Regions from separate parts of the Gossypium arboreum genome. Here region 2 is linked to region 1. Evidence: chromatin contacts called from public Hi-C data. All regions are on one chromosome and are shown on one strand. The core of a region is the stretch at or near the end of the contact, and the rest is flanking DNA. Distances in the headings are between cores, read along the strand shown. Region 1 holds the start of LOC108479404 (zinc finger CCCH domain-containing protein 17). Region 2 holds the start of LOC108477233.

Region 1 (6,955 bases), core at 1,836-4,335:
AATATACTAAATGTACAATAACCCAAAACCCCGAAAATAAAGCTCAAAAATTCAAAGAGCAAACTGATAAACAAAACCCTAAATCTCATAAGACACTCATAAAAGGGATATAAAATACTCTTCATAATTACCATGAAACTCTCATAAAAACTCATATGCGACTACATCTTGTCGCCCTCAAGAAAAAAACCCTTACTGATTGGCATATCAAAACAAAGATACAATGACCCTTTAAATAGGCTAAGATTAGAGTTCTAATCATACTAAAATATCCTTGGAATGACAGAGTCTAATTGGGAAGAAGAAGTCTTGCTTGAAGTTTAAAACGCGGCTCCCAAATAGGAAAACATGTCGTGATGTTGTTTTTTCCTTGTCATGACGTCACGTCGTTTTGACGCCGCTCTTTGTTTCTCCAGAAATACGAGGCACACCCCACATTATGATATTATTTTTTAAAATTTTCTACAATTTTATACCGTGTGGAGCAAGCATACTTAAAACTATTTCTTTTCTTTTTTATCTATCTGTAATTTATTTGGTGTAGGTGAAAAATATATTATAGATTTGTTTTGAAAAGAAAGTAAAATTTAGTTTAAATATCTTTCTTGTTTATCATGAACTATTATTATAATTACTACATATTGTTTTACTTTTTTTTAAAATAACTTTAGTTTCAAATTTTTTATTATTTAAAATTAAGAGAAATTATCATTATCAATTATAAGTAAAAATAATTAAAAATACTTTATTTAAAAATTAATTAAGAATTAAATGTGTAAATTTATGTACAACGATGTAACATTAGAAACTAGTAACAGGAAGTATAGATAACGTGATTAGTTAAAAAAGGTTAAATTCTATTATTAGTCCCAAAAAGGTTAAATTCTATTATTAGTCCATGTAATTTGCGAACGTTTTGAATTTAGTCCTGACAGTTTAATTTGGTCAATTTCAATCCTTAAACTTTTCAAATTTTAAAATTTCAGTCCTTATCAAATGGTAATTGTTAAATTCATTAAGTTATAATATTTTCAAATTTTGATGTAATAATCATATTATCATATGTGTAATGTCACGGTCAACTTGTTATTTTCATATATCACTCACTAAAAATCCAATTAATGGAGTAATGCTTATCATTTTCATCAATATTGAAATTTCAAAATTCGAAAAATATAGAGACTTAGAATGATTCAATTAGAGAATATGGACTAATGGCCCATTTGGATGGATGTTTACCTCTAGTGCGGTGCGTTTAGCTTTCGTTTATTCTCACACTATAATATCGCTACAATATCTAATCTTACCGTTGTTACTGTTTTTACACTAACTGCAGGTGAGCCCATCCAAAGGGCCTTAAATCTACAATTGTGCACATAATACATGACTAGTAATTTAATTTAACCAAATGTATTTAATTTCTACTTTTTGAATCATGACTAAAATTTCAAAATTAAAAATTACAAGAATTTTATGTTCTCAATTTAAAAAGTATATAGACTAAAATTGATAAAATAAAAATATAATGACTAAATCTATAACTTTTACAAAATATAAAAACTAATAATAAAATTAAAAAAAGTAGAATCATAAATAATAAATGATTGGCTCATATATAGTGTGATTTCATATAGAATAAAACCATGAAAAAAAATTATGGTATTTAGGTATTTATTGATGACGAGATTCGAATCTGAGATATTAGATTATTAGATCTCAATTTTTTCATTTTAATTAAGATCTTGGTGACATTTAGGTTAAAAAGCTTACATTATAACACAATACAAAAATTCAAACATAAAAAAATATAATAATAATTTATTTTAAGTTTAAAGGTGTAAAAATCCTAAACTTGTTTTAGAAAAAAATTAAGCTCTTTTTTCTTTTTGCACTCATATAGATACTTGAGCTTTTAAAATGTATAAAAAACCCTTAAACCTTTTTAAAAAAGTAATTAAACCCTTTTTTTTACATTCAATTGGGAACTTGAACTTTCAAAATCCATTAAAAACCCTCAATTTTTAAAAAAAAAGCAATTAAGCCTTTGATTTTATTAAAATTAAAAAAATTATAAAAATTATAAAAACTATAAAAATTCAAATCAATAAAATCAATAAATATTATTAAATTTTAATAAAAACTAAAATATTAAAAATTCATTAAAAAATAGTAAAACATATAAAAATTGTAAAAATTATAAAATATATAGAAATATAAAATTTTATAAAATTTTATAAAGTCGTAAGAAAATTATACAAAATGTAAAGAAATATATATTTAAGTAAAAAATTTATAAAAATTATCATACCAAAAAGCATTTATAATTTTTCTATAACTTTTATTGATATTTATTTTTTATCATTTTTCGCCACATGTCACAATCGAGTTGTGATACGTGGTAATTTTAATTGAAAAAACTAGGGTCATTAATTTTTTATGATTTTTATAAATTTTACAATTTTTATTTTTACTTAATTTTATAAAAATTTCTAATTTTTAAATTTTTATTAAAATTTAATAATTTTTCTAAAATTTTTATTTTTATCTTTTATCATTTTTTTCTAATTTTTAGTAAAAGTAAGGGCTGAATTGTTTTTTTTTTTAAAAAAAATTGGAGAGTCTTTTGATACATTTTGAAAGTTCAAGATCTAATCGAGTGAAAAAAAGTAATAACTTCGTTGCTTATTGCTTTTTTTTTCTAAAGAAGTTTGAGAACCTTTTTTATGCATTTTAAAAGTTCAAATACTTAATTAAGTTAAAAAAAAAAAGAAAGGAGAGGCTTAACTACTACTTTTAACAAAGTTTGAAAGTTTTTTAACACCTTTAAGCATTTGTTTTAAGTATAATGAAAATATATTTCACCTTCATTTCACGATTAATAAAATTAATTTTTTTAAAATTCATAATTATATATCCTTATAATATTAATTTTAGAGGTAGAATATGCCTTTAACACTGGTCTAATACATGTTGATAATTTTAGAGTTATAAATTTTAGTGAGTAGACAATAATAAAAAATAAAGATGTAAATTAGTGTATAATATACATCAAATAAAAGGGAAAAAGGAACAACACAAATGAAGTCCACTTAAAAGCTATGGCTGTGTATGTGACATAAGGAACACATCACCACCCATCTTATTATTACAACTTCTCTCTCTTTCCTTTCCTTTCCCATCTCTAACCTTTTCTTTATTATATTTTTCTCTTTTTCCTTTATATTCTCTTTCTTTTTTAGCTTAGCCAGCCTTTCAGGTTTCTTATATATTTCCTTCATCCCCACAATCCCCCAATCTCTTTCCTGGCGGCTCCTCCTCCCTCTTTTCTCTTCGCATCATCTTATCTTTTTCATTATTTGAATATTTCGATCTAATTGAGAAAAGATCTTTTTCTTTTGTTACTTTTTTTGAAAAATCCGCCATGGTAGCGGCTACGCCACAACAACAACAGCAGCAGCAACAGCAGAAACAGGCGGCGGTGGCGACCACAACGGTGACGGTGGCCGGGGCTACAAAGCCATCGGCTGAAGAAGAGGCTTTGAAGAGGAATACGGATTGCGTTTACTTTCTTGCTTCCCCTTTAACCTGCAAAAAGGTTGTCCCCCCTTTTTTTACCCTTAGGGTTTGGAACAAGATCTTGTTGTTTGTTGGATCTTGCTTCGATACTTCAATTAGGGTTTCAGATTTACTTTTCGTTTTCCCTGTTTCAATGGCTCTTTGTTTAGTTATTTATTTAAATTTAAATGATAGGAAGTAATAAAATTTATTGGAAATGTGAAAATTTATTTGTTTGTTTGTTTTTTGAGCTGTTTACATGTTAGATCTTGCTAATTTATATTAGGTTCTTAGTGGTAAAGCCCTAGTGAATACATCTGGGAATATATGACATATTTCCCTTGATGTTTCTTTTATACATCTTAAAGAAAATTATTGGCTTCTCCCCCTAGGGTTGGCTGTTAAATGTGTATTTATTTGATGAATTATGTTAATTTTGGTGCATTAGTTTTGTAGTATTTTGTAATTGATCTGGCGCTATTATAACTTCAAGTTATTCGTGTAAAAGATATGGAAACATTTATGTTCCTTATAAAACTCTTCCTAATTGTCAAAAATAGAAAGTATTTCTAGAATTTGTTGTTTCCATTGTGATGCACTTATGTTGTTGTTTATGATGGAATGTTTTGATGCATCATCTCTAATACTGTTATTCCGGAACAGTTTAGATTGTCGTCTGACTGCGGTTTCACTTTTAGCCTTTCGGAACTATTTTTGTCTGTTTGCATTGGTTTTGAAGTTCTTTTCTAGAAGCATGTTTTGCCATTTGTGAAGTTGCCTTTGACAATATGTCTTCATCAACTCCATCTAGTGTTTATAGATGAGAACTGATTGTTCATTAGATTCTGTAATTAATATTTATTTCCTTCTCAATGCCAATAGGGAAGTGAATGTGAGTATCGTCATAGTGAATATGCCCGGGTTAACCCAAGGGATTGTTATTACTGGTTGAATGGAAATTGCTTGAACCCAAAATGTGGATTTCGACATCCTGTAAGTTTCTTCTCTTCTCTTGCACCAATAGTATAATCTTTGTGCCATGCTAGTCTTACAGGCTTTTGTAGGGAGTCTTGTTGCACTTATGATTTTCAAAAGTGAAGTTTGAAAAATTGCCGGTAATCAAAATTGAATATTTTACCAAGTCACTCGCTGATTTGACAGGAAAAACCATAAAATGAAAAACATTGTATTAAGAAGATCGTGTTTGTTATTTACTCTTCATTAAAAGCTGGTGTTCCATACTTTTGAATCTACTCTACGCTTACTTTTCTCTTCTAAAACATTCATGTACAATTATCCCAACACCTCTTTTACGTTTTAAGATAACTATAATTTCTTTAATATTTATTTAAATGGTCAAGTTACATATTGAGCTATTTCAATCATATTGTGATGTACTTTGGACTGGTTATGATAATTTTTGTGTTATTCTGATGGTGTCTTTTCAGCCCCTTGATGGCTTGTTGGGAACCCAAGCAACAACTCCGACTGGTTCTTCCAAGCCTTCTTCACACACAGCAGCAACTACAGCACCTGCTAGTCATATGCCTTACAGCCAGGGTGCTTCTTACAGCTCCGGCAAACACGCAGTTCCATGTATTTTCTTCCTCAAAGGGCTTTGCATTAAAGGTGACAGATGTGCTTTTTTGCATGGTCCAACTACAAGTAATAAAGCCACACAACTAGCAGCAACTACCACTGCTAGTGAGCCTCATTTATTGAAGAAGACTTTTGGTGCAGTTGAAGCATCTCAGTCACAGAAGTTTCCCCCAACTAATGTTTCCAATACTGTTGGACTAGCTCCTGAAAGTAAACCTTCTGCAAAAGTTAAAGCCGCTTTCACTAGGAGTGGTACTGGAACTGAGAAAAGTGTGCCATCTCCAGTAGGCTTGGATGAGGAACTTCCTCGACACAAAGCAACAAAAACTACTTCAGTTGTTAATGGTGGCTCTATGGGTCATTCTGGTTGGTTGCATCAGCCCCATGCTTCAGATGAACAGACTTTTCATGGCAGTAAGGACACTGAAGAATTTTTGAGGGAGTCTTCTCCTGGTTTTGACGTTCTTGTGGATGATGAGCTCAGGGATTCTGATTTCTACCATGGTGAAGATCAATATGGAGGCACAAGAGGACATGAGGGAAGGAATGTCAATGAATATGACATTGGTCGCCCTGCTAATTATGATGCCATGGTTGATGTTGACCAAGAAATGTTTCATGATGCTCGAGGCTATGATTCATTTGACAATGTGCAAGGGAATTATGATTGGGACCAGCAGAGGGCTTCATCTGAGAGGATGCCACTAGGGTCGTCTACTCTGGAGAGAAGGGGTTACTCAAGAGTTGATAGTCCTGATCATGTTGAGGAATCTGATCTTCGACATCGTTTGTCTAAGCGCAGAAGGGTTAATGGCCTGAAGTCTGTTGTCAGTCATGATAATGCCCTAGAAAATTGTGAAGGGGAACGAAATTACCGGGCTGGATCTCAAAGGGATTCCCACCGTTTACCTCCCCATGAGAGGTCCCTTGGCAGTCGTCTTCAAGGTAGAATAAAGCTTCCTGGGAGATCTGTAAATGGATCTGATTTGCATTCTGAAAGGGAGATAGAAAGAGGGCGAAATTGGGGACGACACTCACCTGGAAAGCCTCAAACCTCTTCCCAAGGGAGGCTCCGTGACAGAATAAAAGGAAAGGTGGAAGGGGATTTCAACAATAATGAAGGTCGAAATTTTGGTGGCCTGAGGATCAGAAGAGAAGTAACAGATGGGAGAAATGCTGATTTTGCAGGTCCAAAAAGTCTTGCTGAGCTGAAAGTTGGGAAGAACAGTGATAATAAGCAGCATCAGTCTCTTGGAAAGCGAAGGAGTGTTGGAGATCATCAACAAATTGAAGGTGATCTTTCATTCAAGGGGCCAATGCCTCTAAGTGAGATTCTGAAGAGAAAGAGACAATCTGAAGGTGCCGCTTCTGGGGATGGTATAGCATCTGTAAATAAAGAAGATGTTGACCAGAAGCAAAGCAAGGGAAGCTTGATTAGTGGCTCCAATAACCAAGAAGTATCAGTGACAGTGAAAGAGGCGAACAAAGATGAAGAATCCAAGGTTGCAGCTACAGATATAGGAATAACGGAAGCCACTCATGGTGAATCTTCTCAACCACTCAACATGAGCGAGCACGAGGCTGATGCTGATGCTGAGGATGGGATCATTGGAGATGAGAGAATAGAAGATCACGAAGTCGAGGCAGATGACCAGAGGGATGGAGAGTATTATTATGAGCAGGTTGACGAAGGGGAATACAACTACGAGGATGAAAACGTGGACCCGGAAGAGGAATACATAGAGGAGGAAGATGGTGATGACTTTGCAAAGAAACTGGGTGTCATGTTTTCATGAGCAGT
Region 2 (6,955 bases), core at 2,822-5,321, 280 kb after region 1:
CTCTTTATACCACATTCTGAACAGAACTTGGATGTTTCCCTCAGGTAAGGTGCCCCACATTCATCGCAGTATTTCGCTGGATTTGTAGGCTGAAAGGTAAGCATTTCACGTGAGGTCAGTATATATAATGATTTTTTTTATCAACAAATGCATAAACATTCCTTTATTATGCTTTTGCAATGACATTAAAGCATGTAAATTATAAAACACAAACAACAAAGTGCAAGCATGCAAACTAAAGATTGGAAAAAGGCCAATAGAGTCCCTCACCATAACATGTAAGCGTGCACCAACATGACCTCCTGTTAAGGGTTGTAAGCAAGCTATGTGTTGAGACATGGTTGGTGACTGGTGAGCATGACTAATTTCAGGTAAGTGGGATGGTGGCCCACATTGATGAGTCTGGGGAAAATGAGCTCCATGTTGGTTTGGGTGAACTGGTTGATGATGGTTCTGGTGAATAGGATGAAATTGGGGCTGATGTGACATTGTTGGTATATGATGCTTGGAAGGAGTCTGCTGCTGAGTCTGCAATAATTGAAACAGTTTAGCCAAAAAACAATATCAACTACAACTTGTGGCACTATATACTGTTTAAAATAGCTGACCCAAGTCATTTGGAATGTTTTCATAGGAGGTAAGACATTTGGAATTTACTTGCAACGCACTTAACACTCCTTTTCAAATGTTAGAGGCCACGGAAAATATCCAGAATTCATAATCCAAACAAATTCTTCATTAAACTGTTCTATAAATGTCTAATATAAGTTCAACTTACTACAAACAATTTTCATTTTGATCTTCGAATACCATAGAACATGAGATGCCTAAATTAACTTGCAGACACTGTTGTTTCCAGATGCTAGAACTCATAAACTGATTATCATATTTAATTACTTAAAACTTGAAATTCTTCACCGAACTGAATGCCTAAATTCAAAGAAAAAAAAAAGGTCCACGAACAAAAGACTAACTAGAAAATTCTTCTCCTCAAATTTTTTCCTTTTAAAACTTCTAGGATTTGTAAGAGGCTCCAATCATGAAAATTCTCCTGCTGAAGAATATATGAAATTGAACATAAGAGGAGAAAGGACCTGTCTGGGCTTTTTATCCTTCTCGTCCAAATTTTATATGGAATAACCTCCTTCGTTTAGCTAAGCAAGTAGAATAGAAAGAGCTTATCCATTTTCAGAAACAAGAAAAGGAAAGTAAGTGTATATATAATTTCTTATCTATTTACTTCTAAACTCCAAGATTTCTATTTTTAGAAACACAAACAAACACATTCTCTTCTCCATGCTAAATTTAATGCAGTTATATGGAAACTCCTGTCCAAACAACGCTTATCAGCAAAGAGCTTACTTCATTGACGGTGTGAAACCCTTGTGCATTAGACAAAGGAGAACTGTCAGTGCCAGAGAATGCCTGCAAAAATATAAATGATTACAACATCATATATTTCATGGGCAAACAAATAGATATTTTACTTACAATGAGAGAGAGAGAGAGAGAGAGAGAGAATCCTTAACATTACCTTTAAATCCTTAAACAGATAAATGCACCTTTATAGTATGTATTAAGTGATTTTATGCCATATTTCCATAGCTTGGACCTAACTCATAAATTCTAAAGAGTTTTAAGGAATATTGGAAATTAGATTTCCAGAAATATCCAGTGGACCTTATTGTTCAAAGATTAAGAATCAAGTTGGAAAAGAAGGTACAAAGCTTACAGGCAAAGCAGGGATGTTAGATACTGTGTTTGATGTGACACGCCTATACTTGTGCCTTGGAGAATAAAACTTGTAGTCTTGAGCAGAGATAGCAACCTCATTCCGACCTGTTAGCCGTTTAAACCTTGAGCAAATAAAGACATAGTCAAAGGGAGTCAGAACATTGGAAAAAAGCCACTCAAAATCCTCAAAGTCCAAATGTCCAACCTGTCAGCTGTTAAGGAAGTCTCTAATGCATGGAAAAGAGAAAAAGTTATCCATGCACTAACCCATATTATGAGAATCCAGCTAGTAAATGGAAACTTAGATACAACCAAGTGAGTCATGTCATGAGAATCCAGCTAACTTTTGAATTTTGATTAGCGGAAAGCAATAAGTTGATTCTTATGCAACTCATCGAAGGAGCATATGCAGATCTCCTTAGGGAGGATCAATTAGTCAAATAAATAAGAAATAGCAGACACATGCACTGACAAACTAGTAAAATAAATGGAGTGATGCTGATAAAGACCAAGACAGAAATCAGATGCAAAGAAAACAAATCCATAGGAAGAACTTACCACTCAGAATCCTCAACAGGCACATTATTTGGTCTCTCGACAATATCCAAACCATTGACAACTACAAAACGAACTCTCTTTTCTTCTTGTATAACTAGTTCTGGAAACCTTGTCCTTGTTTCGTTAGAAGTTGCAAGTTCTCTTCTTTTATACATATAAGAACCTAATATGAATTAAAGGGCCAGATTATTTTTTCAAGAAATGCAACAAGATATTATCCTCATAAAATGGCGCAAAAGAACATGCTACCTTTTTTAGGGAATCTTTTAGCCAACCTTCTGTACAATCCACCAGCAGCTTCAAGCGCTACCCCAATGGTCTTATCACGAATGCCATTCAAGGAAGCAATCCTCAAGTTTACATCTTTAACTAAAGTTTCATACAAATTGGCAACATACATTAAGGGCAAAGCAAACCTAGGATCGCCTTCATATTGTATATCTCCTGTCTTTCTCTTATTCAGTTTCTCTTGTCCTGACTGAGCATTATATTCCACAGGTGACTCGTTATCAACCACTTCAATCACATGGTCATTAATAAAGTTATCCAATATGATTTGCAAAAATCTGGCCCTTGCTGATTCAATAGGTGAAACATCTGTGATTTAAAAAAAGTCCAATTTTGGAAAAAAAAATAGTCAATCTCTATTCACAGAATTTAAAACCAATTTCAAAGTCTAAAACAGTTTGCTTTTTATTTTTAATACTGACTTTTTTCGTAAGAAAAAAAAAAGAGCAAAACTAGCATACGGATTCGAAAAGCCAAAAATACTCTTAAAGAATTACAATATGAAAACTTATTTTCAAGAGAAAAATTCAGAGAATTGTTTTTATAAAGAACAAAATAATTATGTTAAAATTAGTACTGCATTTTAGTCGATTGCATTCTATTTAAAGCAAAATTTTCAGGAAGCAGAAAAAAATAAATTAAAAGTGGAACAGTATCAAGAAATACCTAGATAAATAAAAGCAGCAACTGAAGCCTAAAGAATTAAATCAAAATTTGTCTATACCTTCAATTGTCAAAATACTGAAAGCTCCTCTGGAAGAATCAGCATTGTCTAAGCTAGACCGATCTTCTTCCTCCGCTCCAACGCCATGAATTGGCAAAGAATTTCTATAAGATTCATGCAAACACTCCTGGTACCAAATTTAAAAAAAAAAAAGATCATTAAATTTTTTTTTAATAAAAAAGGGAAAAAAAGAAGAAGAAGAAATGATAGTATACAGACAACAGTAGTGGAATCGGGATGGGCGTGATCGTGGTGATCCAAAGCATCAGTGGCATCAACGGCGTCGATTTCAGAAGGTCGAGAATCAACGGTGTTGAGGTCGTGAAGAGAGGTGGGGATGAAGGAATTACTATAGTGCTGGACTGGAAGTCTACTCCCCATCCTTTTATTTTTAATTCAACACTTTCTTCTTTCGCTTCGTTGTTTTAGGCTGCCAAAAGCAAAGACAGAGAAACACTATTAGAGAAAAAGCCATGATGGTATCAACTAGCAAGCTTTAGGGTTTTCTTCTTTTCTCTGGTTGGATTGCGGGAAAGGAGAGGAGGAAGGGCCAAAGGTTTTTTATTTTTTTAACGGCTATTTACAGAAGAAAAAGGGAAGAACAAAAAAATCCAAGCCTGAAACCACACCTGAAACCCAAGCCTCGGTCTTTTCTCTCCACACCTCTTCCCAAACCACTAGGGTTTTACTCTTTTTTTCCTTTTTTTTTTATTTATTTATCTCCTTTTCATAAGCTACTTTGTTTATTTTGCTCTCGGCGCCGCTGTTGTCCTTATTTTCTTATTTTCCATCAATTTTTAAAATTTATTTATTTTTTAAAAAAGTATGGTTTTATTGATACTCTATAACGCATATAAATAAATAATTAGATTGATATCACTAATCAATTAATTAAAAATTATTAAAAGTTTTTTATAAAAAATATATATTTTTAAAAGTATTTATATCTTTTGTAATTTGATAAACTTTAAAAATATATATACATAATAAAAATGAAAATAACAAAAACTGAATCTAAATTATCATGACTTTTACTAATTTAATCTTACTATTTCAATTCAAGTCATATTTAGCTATCAAATTGCTTATAAAATTGTTACGTTAATATTTTCATCTATATAATAGGTATGTCATAATATAGTATATATAAATGTTACTGGAGGTAATTTACATTTTAGTGCCGAGAGTCCCAAGTTGTTCAAGGTTGAGATTAGAATAGCATTCTTTTGGTGCATGAGTTGTAACAATTCAATTTTTAGTAGTGTCGAAAATGACTGTTGTAAAATTTTATTTTCGATGATTGAGTCTGTAAATATTTTTATTTAATATTTGTAATGTTAGCATAAAAGTTAATTAAAATTTAGTCCCTTGATTTTGATGAATGAATAATTAATTAAGTTATAAGGGCTAAATCGTAAAAATTGAAAAAGTTCAATTGTTAATGATTTTTAAATTGCTAAAGGACCAAATGAGCAATTGGACCTTTTATTTATATTTGATAGTGGAAAGTGGTAGAAGAATCCACTATATAATGTTAATGGCTTGATTAGTTAAGTTAATTATGTTTAATTAATTAAAATAAGGTTAATTAATCATTAATCTAACTATAAAAGACAAATTAAAAGGATAAAGTTATCATATTTATTTTCATCTTCTTTCTTGCAGAATCTTGGAGGAGAGAAAACTCAAAGACATGTTTCATATTCGGTTACAAAATTGGATAGATTGGAAATTGGATCAAATAAGAAACTAATCAGGAAAAAATAAAATTAGTCCTTAAAGTTTCAACTTAATTGCTAATTTTGTCAAGTAAGTTTATATAGTATGTTTGTATTTAAATTGTTATATATTTGAATTATAAATTTGTGTATGTTTGACGGTAATTTGAATTGTTTACAACTTGATACAAAAGATAAGATATGGACTAAATCGTAAAGAAATGATAAATTCTTGATAAATTGAATATCGTGAATTGCAATTTGAGATATCTAATGAATTTATAGTTGATTATGATTGAATGAATCATATTGATATGGATTTGACTGATTTTCGAGATAGATGATTAAATTGAATAAAATTGAAAATAGTATAACTTAGTGAAATTGTGAAATTGGCTTGGAATTGAGATGATTCATGTTATGCTATGTAGGAAATGATATATTGATTGATTAATTGATAATATTGATATCAATAGAATGGGAATCAAACTTATAATGAAATTAGATTATTGGTTACCCTATTAACTGTTCAGGCAGAGTCAGATATAGTTGGCGTGTCATAGGATAGTTTGAGTAGAAATGACTTCGGCTACGTGTCGATGAGTACTTGGTACAAATTTTACTTCGGTTATATCGATGAGCGCTGGATGCAAACTATTTACTCCAGAATTGTCTAATAAGGCATTGGGTGCCAAATTGGTACGTTAATTGGATCCATGTATCCGTTTGATTCCGAGTCAAGTTAATAGGGATTTAAAATGTAAAAATTGATATTGGTATTTGAAATGAATTTCGATAGAGTATGAAAGATTATGCAAATTGGATATACAAGTCCAAATGATTGATATGAAAATGTAACGGATCAATCGGTTCAATTCGGAAAATGATATGAATCTTATATTGAATTGAGTAAATGTTGATTGATTATGTGAATGGAATTGTAATGTTGATTATAAGTGAACTGGAATGTTATATAATTCTATATAATATGGTTATATATTGAACTCACATTATTAATATGTGGTTGCCATGTTTAGGCAAACTTGTTAAGTTAGTAGCTTATTGTATTAAATGGTAAATTGAGGTTAGTTGTTGTTTAATGCCTATGAACTTACTAAGCATTCGATATGCTTAACCTGTTGTGTCCCCTTTCCTTGTAGATTACCAACTTGCAAAACATGTCAAGTGGATCATCGAGAAGCTCACACTATCTCATTATCGATTTAGTAATCTTTCAAACGTTTTAAAGTCTAGTTATGTGGCATGTACAGAGGAGTTCATACATGTGTTAGCTTGGGAATGATAGTTTGGTTTGAACCTTGGTTAATGCTTGTTTTTGGGAGAGCTAATGTTCATATATATATATATATATATATATATGTTTGTATAAGGTCTTAAGTTATATATATGGATTTTGAATGATAAATTTGAGTGTGAAATGGTATGGTAAAAATGATTATTTGAATGGGTAAAAGGCATGATTGTATAAGTTAAGTTTGAATAGGTTGAATTGGTAGGTTTTGATGTCAATTTGAGGTATATTCAAAAGGATGGTTGGAATTTGTTAAATGCTATGTTTTGGCATGCATTTGGTACATTTTTGTAAAGGAAAATGTTGTGCAAAATGCACCAAATGGTGAGTTGAAAGGTGGACATGAAATGGTTATGAAATGGCCTAATTTGTACCAAAAACAAGTCAACATCGCGACGTTGGGCGATGGTCGTCGTGACGAGCTTTGGATTTCAAGCCACGACATGACGAGGAACCTCATCGTCACAATGAGGCAAGCCAGTATTCACATCGCGATGAGAAACCCCCTCACGTCGTGGCATTGATCCAAAATTTTTAATTTTTTACAAATTAATCCTTATTCAATTCTGAGCTAACTATAAAGCACGGGTAGGCTTGTATAAGACTTGAGAAAGGTTGTAT

What was found. Hi-C and Micro-C count contacts between places; a contact is called where the count stands out from the background.
Region 2: a Hi-C map of leaf shows a contact between it and region 1, with 2.0 times the contacts expected there. The contact joins the promoter of LOC108477233 here to the promoter of LOC108479404 in region 1. A contact is called at or near these places in 2 of 5 Hi-C or Micro-C datasets (both in leaf).

Annotation. Positions count from the first base shown.
Region 1 is chr1:41,537,580-41,544,534 of ASM2569848v2, forward strand. It overlaps LOC108479404 (zinc finger CCCH domain-containing protein 17), which reads left to right and starts at 3,086. Exons shown (of 3, transcript XM_017781976.2): 1 at 3,086-3,595; 2 at 4,438-4,548; 3 at 5,004-6,955. The coding sequence starts at 3,422. The coding sequence ends at 6,950.
Region 2 is chr1:41,819,580-41,826,534 of ASM2569848v2, forward strand. LOC108477233 reads right to left here and starts at 4,072. Exons shown (of 9, transcript XM_017779724.2): 1 at 3,934-4,072; 2 at 3,524-3,734; 3 at 3,305-3,431; 4 at 2,542-2,889; 5 at 2,293-2,455; 6 at 1,733-1,856; 7 at 1,363-1,425; 8 at 271-528; 9 at 1-89. The coding sequence starts at 3,685.